Linked DNA regions of Pan troglodytes: region 2 is linked to region 1. The links are chromatin contacts, called in public Hi-C maps. All regions are on one chromosome and are shown on one strand. The core of a region is the stretch at or near the end of the contact, and the rest is flanking DNA. Distances in the headings are between cores, read along the strand shown. Region 1 holds the start of RERE (arginine-glutamic acid dipeptide repeats). Region 2 overlaps RERE (arginine-glutamic acid dipeptide repeats).

Region 1 (6,174 bases), core at 2,188-4,687:
AGATGGGCCAGGATTTGTGAAAATAAAAATCCTTTGAGACATTTATTAAGCAGATTATCTCTGAAACTGCATCTTAGTTTACAAGCCTTTGGGCAACAATTTGACCCTCTTCTATGATAATTTGTGTACACACTCATTTCACATTTTCTCTGGCTTCCAATTTTAAATTTTTTATCTAATCCATACAATAAGTCACCCTATCAGACTTTATAAGACTACTGAAAACAACACTACTGCAATGCAAGGCCACTACATTTGCAAAATTGCCGATTTTAGTGAGATTTCCCTCCTTCAACTCCTCCTCTACCCCTCTACCTGGTTTAAATCCCAAGAAAAACCTCTGTCCAGTGCTACAATTTTACTTTCCATAGAGTAGGTTTATTTGATTTTTTATTAATGATACTAAAAACTTTTTTTAAAGACTGCTGGTGTATATAGTTTCCAATACTGGGAACAGAAATAAACCCTGTGGTTTAATATTTCAAGAGAAATTATCTCATAAAAGATGAGAAGGTATCATTCAAAGGAGTCCTGGGAAGTCACAAAGTGTAAATACTTCTGGTAACAGAACAAATTAATGTCGAAGCACAACCAGTAACATAATAATGCCTCAATGCAACCGTGCCTGTCAAAGGACATCTGTATTAGCAGCTCGGGGAAGTGGCATTTGCAGAAAGGCACAACAACTGCGCTTAAAAGAAAATCATTAAACCTCAGCCATTAATCCCCTCCCCCATCCTCTTCGTCTGGATCTTTCCAAGCAATTAACCAGTAGAAGGTGCTATTCTGCAACCCACATGTATTCACACCAACCTCCATCCTTGGGCCACAGCTGGGTTTATCCCAGGTGGACTAGCCTATTCCCTGCCCAGTATTCAAAGGAGCCCCCTAAACAGAAAACCAGATCTTTTCTTATAACCCTTATTTACAAAAACAACATTGACAGCTCAATTGCCAGCAAACCTGACCATCAAACCATCACACCACTAAAAACATGCAAACATCATCTTGCTAAATATTAACCTCAATACAACCTTTATAATATTAATCAATAAAATATATTTCTACCTAGAAAGACTCTGCTCACATTCACTACTAAGACTCAAGTGAACAAATCACTGTCCCCAACAAAATCAGGGTCAATGAGAAATACAAAAGCAATGAGAGCTGAACGTAAGGCCACAACATATAAAGAGGGATTTTATCTTTACATATACAAAAAAGAAAGAGCAGCAGAAACCACGGCTGCAAAGGGAATAAAGGGAGGCAGAGAGAAGAGAAGTCTCTGAACATGTTTTTGAGTGTCCTTTAGTTTCCAATGCACTCTTTTGCCTCACAAGGTTGCAAAAAAGGCCAGGCATGAGATGGGTGGAAGAAAGCTGTAACAGAAAAGCACCCTCCCTTCCCCCATCTTCTCTCTTCTCTCCCAAAAAGAGCTGTGTTTGTCTGTGCAAACCTAGTCCCAAATATGGGAGAGAGAGAATGAATGTGTGTATGGAAGAACAATGAGCCCTCAGCTTGGTATTGTGTGTGTGTGTATGTGTGTGTGTGTGTATATGTGTGTCTGTCTGCCTCTGCCTCTTTTCCCTTCGACCTCAACAACAACAGGGAGAGCTGGAAGCCAGCTTTCCACCCATCCCAGGCCATCAAAATCAAAACTGGTTGATAATTTACAGTAGTATTAACTCAGCAAGCAAATCCATGGAACAAAATATCAACCCAAAGATGATTTTATTATTGTACAGATCCAGCTTCTCTCCCCTCCCCCAACAGACTGAGACTAAAAAGACCAGTGTACACTAGACAAAAAGGTCTCTCTTTAAATGGAAAGCAATTATGAAAACTGTTTCAAATCTTAGGTGCATCAATTCCTGCTATATTAAAATGTCTGTTTTGTAATTCACCAAGTTCACCCTCTTACTAGTTATCTTTTTTTGCGTTTAAAAATTTGCTGTGAAGGCTATTTCACGATTCATACGAAACTACTTTCTAAATGTACCTTAAAAAAGCAACAGATACTGAAACATTTAAAGCACCCAGTTTCTCAAGGACCCATTTTACTTAAATCAATGTCTGAAGTCTGTAATCCAGAAAAATTGTAAGCAAACCTTGGAAAAGAGACAGAAGAAAATGACAATTCAACAATGAATCATTCTGTTTTCCTTTCAACAACTTCTCAAGCAACCAGTTTCAAAGGAAGCCTGCAACACTTTTCCCCCCTCCTAGCAGACACACATACACACATGTGTATGTAAAACTACGAATCTTTCCATCATCTTAAAAATTAGTAATAAATAGAAGCCACCCTCCTTCGGAGAGCAGAACTAAACACGATAGTAAGAATTCTATTCTGCTGCAAGTGACTTTGGGTTTCATAATTTTCTAATCACATACAGCTGAGAACTAGAGATTGGGCGCACAAAGAGGAAATCTTCCCCCAATGAGAAAATGATACTTTAATAATAAAGTCCTCCCCCCAGCACCCCGAAATCCACAAACATTCAAGAAATTTACAGTTTCAGTCCTTGACTTCCTTCCCTTCCAGTTTCAGCCAATAATGTAGTCACATGAAATAGTTTAACCTCAAACAAGTAGAACAAGAGCATGAATAAGAGGCCAAGAGAGAGCAGGGGTCAGAAGGCACGCAGGAACGGTCACCTGGCCCGGACAGGACCAAAGAAGTGCCCTGCCCTCGCCCGACTCCCCTCGACTTCGGCTTCGACCCCAGCCTTTTCTTCCTGCCTCCCCCCGGGCGAGTGACTGCTTTCACGGCCGACCCTCTCTGACCACCAGGACGAGGGGCCAAAAAAGAAAGCACACGACCCGGCGCGGGCAAGTTGGACACTTACCTTCCCCTAAAGCGCTACACCATCAATAGAGAGGTGTTCGCGGCCCAGCTCCGGGGAAAGTGGCGGGGATGGGGCGGGAGGCCGCGCGGAGGCTGCGGGGCCGCGGGGCGCAGGGCCGAGAGGGGCGGCCCGCGGGGAGGCGACGCGGAGGGGCTGAGGGGGCTTCCCTGCCGTGACCTTTCCCGCGACTTGAACCTAGGCTCCCTCCTCCTCGGTCGGGCAGATCTTTCAGAAGCAGGAGCCGAGGATCATGTCTGGTTTTGTTTTCCGAGGGCGAGGGGGCTCCCTGAGGATGATGGTGATTTTTTTTTTTTTAATCCTCAACTAGGAGAGAAAATGAGGCAGAGACAATGTGGGGAGCGAGAGAGGGGAAAAGGACGGGGGAGGAGGCGGGGACCGAGGCCCAGCGGGGCGAGCGTCTCGGGGTGTGCGGGAGGCTGAGGAGGCTCCAGAGCGCGGAGGGTTGCTTGCTCGCGAGCGTCTGTGGGAACAGCGGCACCTCCGCGATGGTGGCGGAGCCGCGGCGGAGCTGCTGCACCGACCTACCGCCCACTCCCCGCTCGGGCCCGGCCCACCTCGCAGTATCGCGCCTCTCCATTGGCACAGCGCGGTGTGACGCGGCCGGGGGCCCGGCCAATGGGAGGCGGAGGAGGCGGGATCTCTTTTTCCTTTTTTTTTTTTTTTTTTTTTTTTTTTTTTTAATCTTTTTAATAAAATGAGCAGAGAATAAGGCGGAGAGAGGCCGAGCCTTGACAACGCCGCGGCCCGGGGCTCGAGGGCTCGCGCTGCAGGCGGCGGCCAGAGGCGGTGGGCTGGGCTCCCGCCGCGGGCGCGTCTTTGTGAGAGTGCGAGGCCGGCCCTCCTCCGCCACCCGCCGCGCTCCAGTACCGCCCCCCGCGCCCCCCGGGCGGGGCCAGGCTGGCGGCGCGGGCAGGTCCCGGGTGGGGTGGGGGGAAGTCCGGTTGATCCTGCTGTTACCCGGGTCTTAATTGGCCTTTTCAGTCATTAGGACGCGGATCCATGTTGCTGCGGGCTACAGAGTGGGTGTAAACCATTCGCATATGGACTCTTTCGAAATTCTGATGAGCGGCTTGTAATATTTTTCAAATAGTGTACATGACAAAAGATGAATTAAGAAAGAAAAATAAAAGTGATAAGTCGCACTGCTTATTTGAAAAGAATAAAAAGTGTCATGAAGGCATAAAGGAGAGACTGTACAGGTACAGAAGGGATTTTAGAAAGAGCAGTGTACAACTCTATAGGGTAAGCGTGAAAAAAAATCTAAAAAGAGGAAAAGACCAAACATCACCTCTTTTTCTTTGAAGAATGAAGTATTGTGTCCCACTTCCCGAAAGCCTGATAATCACAGGGTCTATCATGCTGTAAAGGGAGTAGGGGCAGGCCAAATGATCATATTCTAGTTAATATAATTTATGGGATTGAGGGGTTTGGAAATTTCAATTATGATTAGAGTTTTTGAAATGCATATCATGTTTATTGAGTTCTTTCACAGAGCCTGGCACGAATCCAGGGTGAATCATCAACCTATTGTTGGTTTGTTAATATTCTGTAAATGCTTATTGGTGTCCTTATACCATACACTCTTCCCGAAGGAGTTAAGGTCCGTATAAAATAAGGGGTAGAAAACGTAGCACAAAATAATTCACTCATCTGTTTCAAATGAAGTGATAATTTTCTCCTTGGAAAATCTATTCAGATTATAATTTCCACATTGAATTATTCTTTTTTTTTTTTTTTTTTTTTTCTGAGAGGGAGTTTCACTCTTGTTGCCCAGGCTGGAGTGCAATGGCGCGATCTCGGCTCACCGCCACCTCCGCCTCCTCAGTTCAAGCGATTCTCCTGCCTCAGCTTCCCGAGTAGCTGACATTACAGGCATGCGCCACCACACCCAGCTAATTTTGTATTTTTAGTAGAGATGGGGTTTCTCCATGTTGGTCAGGCTGGTCTCGAACTCCTGACCTCAGGTGATCCACCCGCCTCAGCCTCCCAAAGTGCTGGAATTACAGGCGTGAGCCACCGCACCCGGCCCACATTCAATTATTCTTTAAAGAATAATTTGGACTAACAGATACTATTGGACCATGACCCAAGAGATCTAAAAAAAAAAAAAAAAAAAAAAAAAAAAAAAGCGATAGATCCTTGCCATCACATTTCTGAGTAACTTTCAGCAAGAAAAATCCTCTTTGCTGGAGTTATGAAATGGGGAAACTAGTTAATATCTCTTTATATATCTGATAATGTGAGAACTGAATTTTAAAACCTAATAAATTCAATAAACTGCTTCCAACATTCTAGATATGGATAGGACTATCTGACTTCCTGTTTGGAAATGATGAGGGATAAAGTATATCAGTTAGATGGCTTCACTTTCCATCAAAACCTCTAACTACAGGAGCATTCTTTCTTTTTTTTCTTTTTTTTTTTTTTTGAGACACAGTCTCGCTCTGTTGCCCAGGCTGGAGTGCAATGGCGCGATCTCAGATCACCGCAACCTCTGCCTCCCGGGTTTAAGCGATTCTCCTGCCTCAGCCTCCCGAGCAGCTGGGATTACAGGCATGTGCCACCATGCCCAGCTAATTTTGTATTTTTAGTAGAGACAGGGTTTTTCCATGTTGGTCAGGCTGGTCTCGAACTCCCAACCTCAGATGATCCGCCCGCCTCAGTGTCCCAAAATGCTGGGATTACAGGCGTGAGCCACTGCTCCCAGCTTATTATCTCCATTTTAAAAGTCAAGGAACTGGGGCTTACGGAAGTTAAAGAACTAGCTGAAGATTAAAGACGTAAAATACCGACTTGGATGTTTTTCCCATATTAAATTTTTAAAAGTTTCCTTATTCTCTTTTCAGCAATATTTTTAAGTGGGAATTAAGTAAATAAAAGTAAATAAAGTAGTTATTGAATCTGAAAATATCAAGGACTTTTTTTAGTTATTTTATGTATCTTACTACAGGTAAGAAGTGATTTTTTTAAAAATATACAGAGATCACATCAGAGCTGTATTAAAGGAAGATGGAAAATGGGGATTATTTAATAAATGATATTGGGACAACAAGATAGCTATATGGGGAAACAAAAAACAACAACACACACCCACTAGATTCATATTACTCCTAACACACCCCACCCCCAAAATCACAGGTGGATTTCTTTATTTTTTTAATTTAAATTTTTTTTTTCGGAGCCCAGGAATTTGAGACTACTCTGAGCAACATAATGAGACCCCCATCTCTACAAAAAAATTTTAAAAATTAGCTGAGTGTGATGGCACATGCCTGTAGTCCAGGCTACTTGGGAAGCTGAGGTG
Region 2 (6,174 bases), core at 1,447-3,946, 440 kb before region 1:
TGCCCCTGATGCTCTCACCTCATCTCACAACAAGGTCTCACAGTCAACATATCTTATGTCTCGGTGCTATAATTGCACACAGCATGAGGAACTCAACTGGTTTAGTGCCTGGGCAGAAATGGGAAAGGAAGGGGGCGAAGTCATCTCCAACTGACAGTGTTCCCGGCTGCAGCTCTTGCCAAGAGAAGTGCTCAAATCCATTGGGCTATATTTAGCAGATTCTCTCTCCTTTCCTTTTTCTTTTGGCAGTGGGGGGGCTAAATTTTTCCCACAGGTCATATGCAAAAAGCCATTGGCAATGACAGGAGCTTGGCTCCTGGACTTAGGAGTCTCTTCCCAGCAGAGGTGTCTTTCCAGGCTATACACTAAGATGGAGTTAGGAAAATGAGCACCATTAGGTTCCTTTAATTTCCCATAAAAAGAAAAACAAGGGGAAGGGAGTGCCACACATGGAAGAGGGAGGGAAGAAGTAGTAAGCTGCTTGGCACCAGGCAATCTGGGTGAAGGGCCTTAGGAGAGAAGGAAAAAGCTAAGGACGCAGAGTCAGCTGACTCTGGGCCTAGTGGGGGGACAGCTCACCGGCAGCCGCTCCTGCCATCCAGGGGCCTGCTGGGCTCAGGCCACTTTCTCCTCCTCAGCCACCACTTTATTTCTGCCCCCTCCAGGGTTAGGCTGCGAGTCTATCAAGTTCACACAGACACAACATAAGACATCAGCGCAGGTCTTTAAGAGCTCCCTCCGCCGCCTGGGCAATCTGGGCTGGAGCAACAGGGGCCGGGGCTGCCTACCTCCTAGAGGCTGCCTGTACCCATTTCAGGTATTAATACTGGTTCTGCTGTTCTGGCCAGGCCCAGTTCTGCTTTATCTTGGGTAAGTGATAGGCAACCCGATCCAGGGGCCAAGTGGGTGCCCCTGTGTATGTGCATATGTGCACAGATGTGAGCAGGGTCTCCTCCCAGGCTTTCCAACAGGTCAATTTACCTGTGCGCATTTGGTAAACTAAACACTATCCACCAACAAAACTGCTATTTAATTTCCCACAGGCAGTGGAATGCTACGGGAAGAGAACCTGTAACCTGTCCTGTGATAAGCTACATGTCTTCTCTCTCTTTAGGGGCATGGGGGAGTGAAAGAGTAGAACAGATTGTTGAAGAGGAAGGCACTGGAAGCATTTTGACTATAAAAGGCTCATTCGTAGCAAGCATGCCTGTTTCAAACAGTATGGGGCCCAGCTTCTCTTCTGCCCGAGCCCAGCATGAACTCCTCAGACAGGATCCTCTGAGAGGCTGACATGGAGGCAGGAGAAGGTTAAATCAATGGTTTCTGCTGTCCCATATTAGAAGCATAAGGGTACACCCAAGATTGAGTCCCACTTTTTTTGGTAATTATATCATTATTACCACATCACCCAAGAAGTCTGGACACCCCCCTGAGGAAGGGGAGGGAGTGCAATAGAAGATGAGGTCTGGAGACCCCCACACACGGCATCCAGGGTGTCTGCAGCCTGCCAGCTACCATCGTGTGTGTGTGTGTGTGTGTGTGTGTGTGTGTTTTCGTGTTCTTCTAATTAAGCCAAAGAGTGAGTGTGTGTGTGTGTGTTTTCGTGTTCTTCTAATTAAGCCAAAGAAGGACTCAGTCCTTTGTAAATGACCGTATGCGCACCCCCTTTCAATTCAGTTCACAGAGAACAGTGAGAATCTTCCATTGTCACAACACAGTTTTATGACCAACAGCAAAGAATGATGAGGACTGCTGGCCTTACAGCTATGTTAAGGAAGGCCCTGGAACAGCAGTTTCCTGCATCCTTGCCCATGCAGACAGAGGGGAGATACAGGCAGGCAGGCATCTAAACCAGATCTCTGCAACGTCACATGTGCCCAGGCTCTGGCCTTGTGCCACTAGTGAGGGTCAGCTGCAGCTCCTTTCTTTTTCACAAACGAAGTTTCCAATGGGCACCCTTTCTGGGCCATGCATCGCCCACTAAAAAGGAGGGGGCAGTCGGAGAGAAGGGGGATGAGGAGGCAGGCCTGGAAGCTTCTCATGGATAACAGGATTATAAACACAATTTCTTTCCGAAGCTATTTCACAGGTCCTCGAAGCCCACCTACCACTGTCAGCTGAGCAGACTGTAGTTACGTGATGGGACAGGAGCCACCAGGGGCAGGGCTGCTGAGTGCACATCCTTATACGCACCTGACCCCATCGCAGAGTTTTAGAAGTAAGCATTTAGAAGAAATCATTTTAATTCTTTAAGACACAAGATTATCTGTTCCTATGGCTAAACAAATATTTTAACATGAATACAGAAGGAGCAGCTAAATAATCTCTACACAATGCCTTAACTCTCGGTGCTAATGTGCAATTAGAATCAGAATGTTGTTCCCCTGCTTAAACTTTTGTTTGAAAAAATGCCCCACAGTGAGCATCTGGCTCCTTCTTTGGTGGTACACGTAAAGGGGATGAAGAAATCCACCCCTTCCTTATTAAGTGGAGAGATCTAAAACTTTTTTTTAAGGTATGTTTTTTCAGGGAGAAATCCCAGCAAGCAACAAATAATAAAAAACAAGGCCTCAAATTATGTAGGGCAGAGAGGGAGAAAGAAACATGGTGTAGAGCTGCTTCCTAAACCCGGGCCCAGAGAGTGAGCCAGACCATGAGGAAAGAGCTGTGGCCCTGAGAGCCGGTCCCAGGAAGTCTGCATGCGACGCTGTCCCCTGAAGAGCTGCCCTAACTGGAGTGCTCCAACGCTGCTGCCGAGTGCAGTCAGGAATATTTCCTGGCATGGAATCCTATGCGAGTCATTCTTTCCTTTCCCTCCCCAACGATTCAAGGGCTGGATCTGACAACTGTTCAGAACATCTGAGGTGAGAAGCCGGGCACTGGGCAGAACCAGCGGCGATATTCAGGAGCAGCCACCTTCTACAGATCTTTTTCCAGGAGGCAACTGGTTGTCTTCCAGTAACAACTCTGGTAATTAAAGCACTGTTCTCCTGGGCTCCTTCTTTTGTTAACCAACCGAATCCTCTAATCCCTAAAGGAGCCTGGCACTGTCAGCGGGCTCTGCTGCTAATCGTTAAATATCACCTCTGTGGTCTCTGAGTGCAGCAGGGAGAATGATGATCTGCTTGAAGGCACATGCAGAGAAGTGGAATTCTGAAATCTCAGCCTCCTACGTTCAAGAGGCCGAAGGGCTCTGATCTAAACCGCCACCCACGAGGAAGCCCACAGTGAGGAGGCAGCTGCCTCCAGGCAAGGCAGTCCCTCGGTGCCACCTCCAGATCTTCTTCTGGGGAAAGGCAAAGGGAAAGGAGGGAAGTTACATGAAGGTCTTGTGGCTTTAACTTGTAAATAGGTGGGGCCAGTCTAAGACACTATGAAGATGTTCCTTACCCAGGCACCTTTTTATAACATTTTAAAAAATCAGTTAAAAAAAAATTTTTTTTTTACCACTACATACCACTGCATTTGTACAGTGCAAAGGAACTGTAATAGCTCAAGATTTTTGCCAACACTGAACACTGTAATGAGATTTCCTAAGCTCTGTGTTGTTCTGGTTGATGAACTCAGCCACTTGCTAATCCCACCCTGGCCCCACACCTCCACTCAGACGTCTGGGACCTGAGGTCCTGCCACAGCTCTTCCCTGGGCCGGCCCTCCCATGCTGCACACAGACCAGGTGAGTCTTCCCAAAGCCCCGCTAGTACCTTGCCACTTCTTCTCCAAACGGCCAAAGGTTCCTCAGGGCCTAAGGAACAAAGGCCCAGCTGCTTGACTACTTCTTCTGAGACTTTCTCTGTGTTACCGGAAGACTTTTCTACCATATTCCTTTCTACCATATTCCCCCACCTCACGGCCTTTGGCTTATGTCAAACACAATGGCCAGTTTTCTGTTCCTCAGCACTCTCCTGCCTGCTGGGTGAGCCCCTGAGCCCCATACCACCCCCACCTCCTCCTCTGTCCAGGCCCTGTAGTCCTCCTCATCACTCAGGACTCAATTCATCACATTTGCTGCCTTCTTCTCCATGAAGCCTTCCCTTCACTTCACTCCCCCACCACTGGATGGCATCATACAGGTTTCACTCCTACATCTTTTCATTCCCGCCTCTGTGCTGGCACAGACAGGCTTCCCTGTGCTGTAACCATACATGGGCCCACCCAACTTGCCAAAGTACGTGCTCATCTCATCTGTGAGTACCCCACAGGTCTAAGACAACATCTTGAATAAGTATTCAGTAAACATCTGATGAAATGATTATTTCTGGAGAATTAAAATTCACCTGAAATTAAAAGGATAAAACTTTTGAGAAATGGATACCAAATTGCCACTTTCTTATTTTGCCATGTAAGGTCATTAGAAGTAACTGCCTCCTGATCTCATCATTATTTTGTAAAAGAAATGACATTTTATCTCCAAAAAAGTAAACAGAAAAAGTTCTTTGATTACATTTACTGTTAGGAAAAATGGCTACATTTATTTCTCATGGGCCAGTGAAAACGCAATCCACATGCCGATGTTTGGAAGTGGCTGCTCTGAAGGTGAGTATCATGGAATGGTGGCTTAGGAAGCCACTGAAAATGCTTCCTCACTCAGCAGCCACTGAAAATGTTTCCTCACTCAGCAGCCACTGAAAATGCATCCTCACTCAGCAGCTTTATTTACAAACAAACAAGCAAACAACATTTTACTATGAAATCTACAATGATAACTAAGCTAAGCCATATCTTTTTATATCTTAATATATATTTATCTTTTACATATACTTTATCTTCATCTTTATTTATATTTTATCTTCACAGACTCCCAAATAGATAAACCTTCATTTTCCCTGCTTTACAAATGAGGCAACTGAAGCACAGTGAGATGAAGCCATGTGGCCAAGCTCAGTTTCAATGAAGTCTAACGCCCTTAACCTTAGACTCTGCCAATGAAGTCTAACGCCCTTAATCTTAGACTCTGCTGTGCTGCTGCTCTAAAACGTTCGACCATCATGGTTTAAAGCACTAAGAGGAAATAGCCATCTAGATTTTTTTAAGTGAGGGGGGCAAATTTGGGCTATCTTTGATCTCTGGAATCTCTGAAGTTCAACGCAATAGCATCTTAATCCTCATACCTGGACCTTCAGCAGTTATGGCTGAAGAGCACAAAAGATCCCTGTGCATCCTGGTAACAACAGGATGCCAGCCTTCCCAGCTCAGGGTAGAGCCCCCATCCCAGCACCCATGGACTACAGAACTGCACCTGCTTGAAGCAACTTCAGGGGCACCCAAATCAGAAGCACATTTGGTAGCCATGAGTGAAGATTTAGAATTATGCACATGTCTATAGAAATGCTTTCTGCTTCCTGTACCAAGAACAACCTCTATGACGACATGAGACAGACGCTGGGAGCCTACAACCATGAACCCTCCCCACCTCACTACCTACTTACCATACCTCACACCACCCACCAGCTTCTGATATAGGAGAAGCCCCCTGGCCTACTTTTGGCTCTAGGCAACATATGTCCCAGAAATGTGCCAATAAGTGGCCTTCACCTGCCTCTTGATCCAAAAGCAGTGATGCCTGAGTCTAGATAAGGTAGAGTCCCTAAAGAGATATGGGCTCTGCCCAAAAAAAGATGTTTGCATACACCTACTATACAAAGCATCTTTCCAAACTGCTTCCAGCTAGAAGTATCCATTTAAATCAGTGGTTCTGAACTGCGGCTCAAAACTGTACAGGTGTTGGAGGGATCCCAGGGTGGGTCTGCTGAACCTCTATGACCTTGTTGCTACCCACTGCAAGCAGATCTATTTAAAAAAAATTATATTCATTGATCAAGCAATAGATAACTATTGGTTTCCTTGTTTGTTTGTAAATAAAGCTGCTGAGTGAGGAAGCGCTGACAGTGGCCTCCTAACTTCAAATTAATTACAAAATAATAGTAATTAAAATAATTTAAAAATAAATAAATAACAGATTTGGAAACCACTCATTTGAAGGCAAAGATTGAGGCCACTGCAAAACAGTCTAAAGCCCAGGCTGAACTGAAAGACTCCCACGACATGAGGGGAATCACCCCGGCCTCCGGCCTGGAAGCCCTGGGCAGTTCCGACACAATTTCACTTACATGGAACCCACACACAAGGGCCCCCTTGGAGGCTTGTATTTCTAAACCTCTTGGAGGTTTATTT

What was found. Hi-C and Micro-C count contacts between places; a contact is called where the count stands out from the background.
Region 2: a contact with region 1 is called in a Hi-C map of stem cell-derived neural progenitor cells, with 4 times the contacts expected there. The contact joins the enhancer-like site here to the promoter of RERE in region 1. A contact is called at or near these places in 1 of 7 Hi-C or Micro-C datasets (stem cell-derived neural progenitor cells) and 1 of 1 datasets of contacts at active chromatin or transcription factors (stem cell-derived excitatory neurons).

The regions. Positions count from the first base shown.
Region 1 is chr1:223,185,757-223,191,930 of NHGRI_mPanTro3-v2.0_pri, reverse strand. RERE (arginine-glutamic acid dipeptide repeats) reads right to left here and starts at 3,437. Exons shown (of 22, transcript XM_009447680.5): 1 at 2,850-3,437.
Region 2 is chr1:223,628,108-223,634,281 of NHGRI_mPanTro3-v2.0_pri, reverse strand. The region is part of intron 11 of RERE (arginine-glutamic acid dipeptide repeats); the gene reads right to left. Among named protein-coding and RNA genes, the nearest start is that of SLC45A1, 58 kb to the left of the region's middle. Within about 2 kb of position 2,696, at least 12 of the 24 cell types and tissues checked have an H3K27ac peak or open chromatin away from gene starts, as enhancers often do. A contact at or near this core is called in stem cell-derived neural progenitor cells, where this site is marked.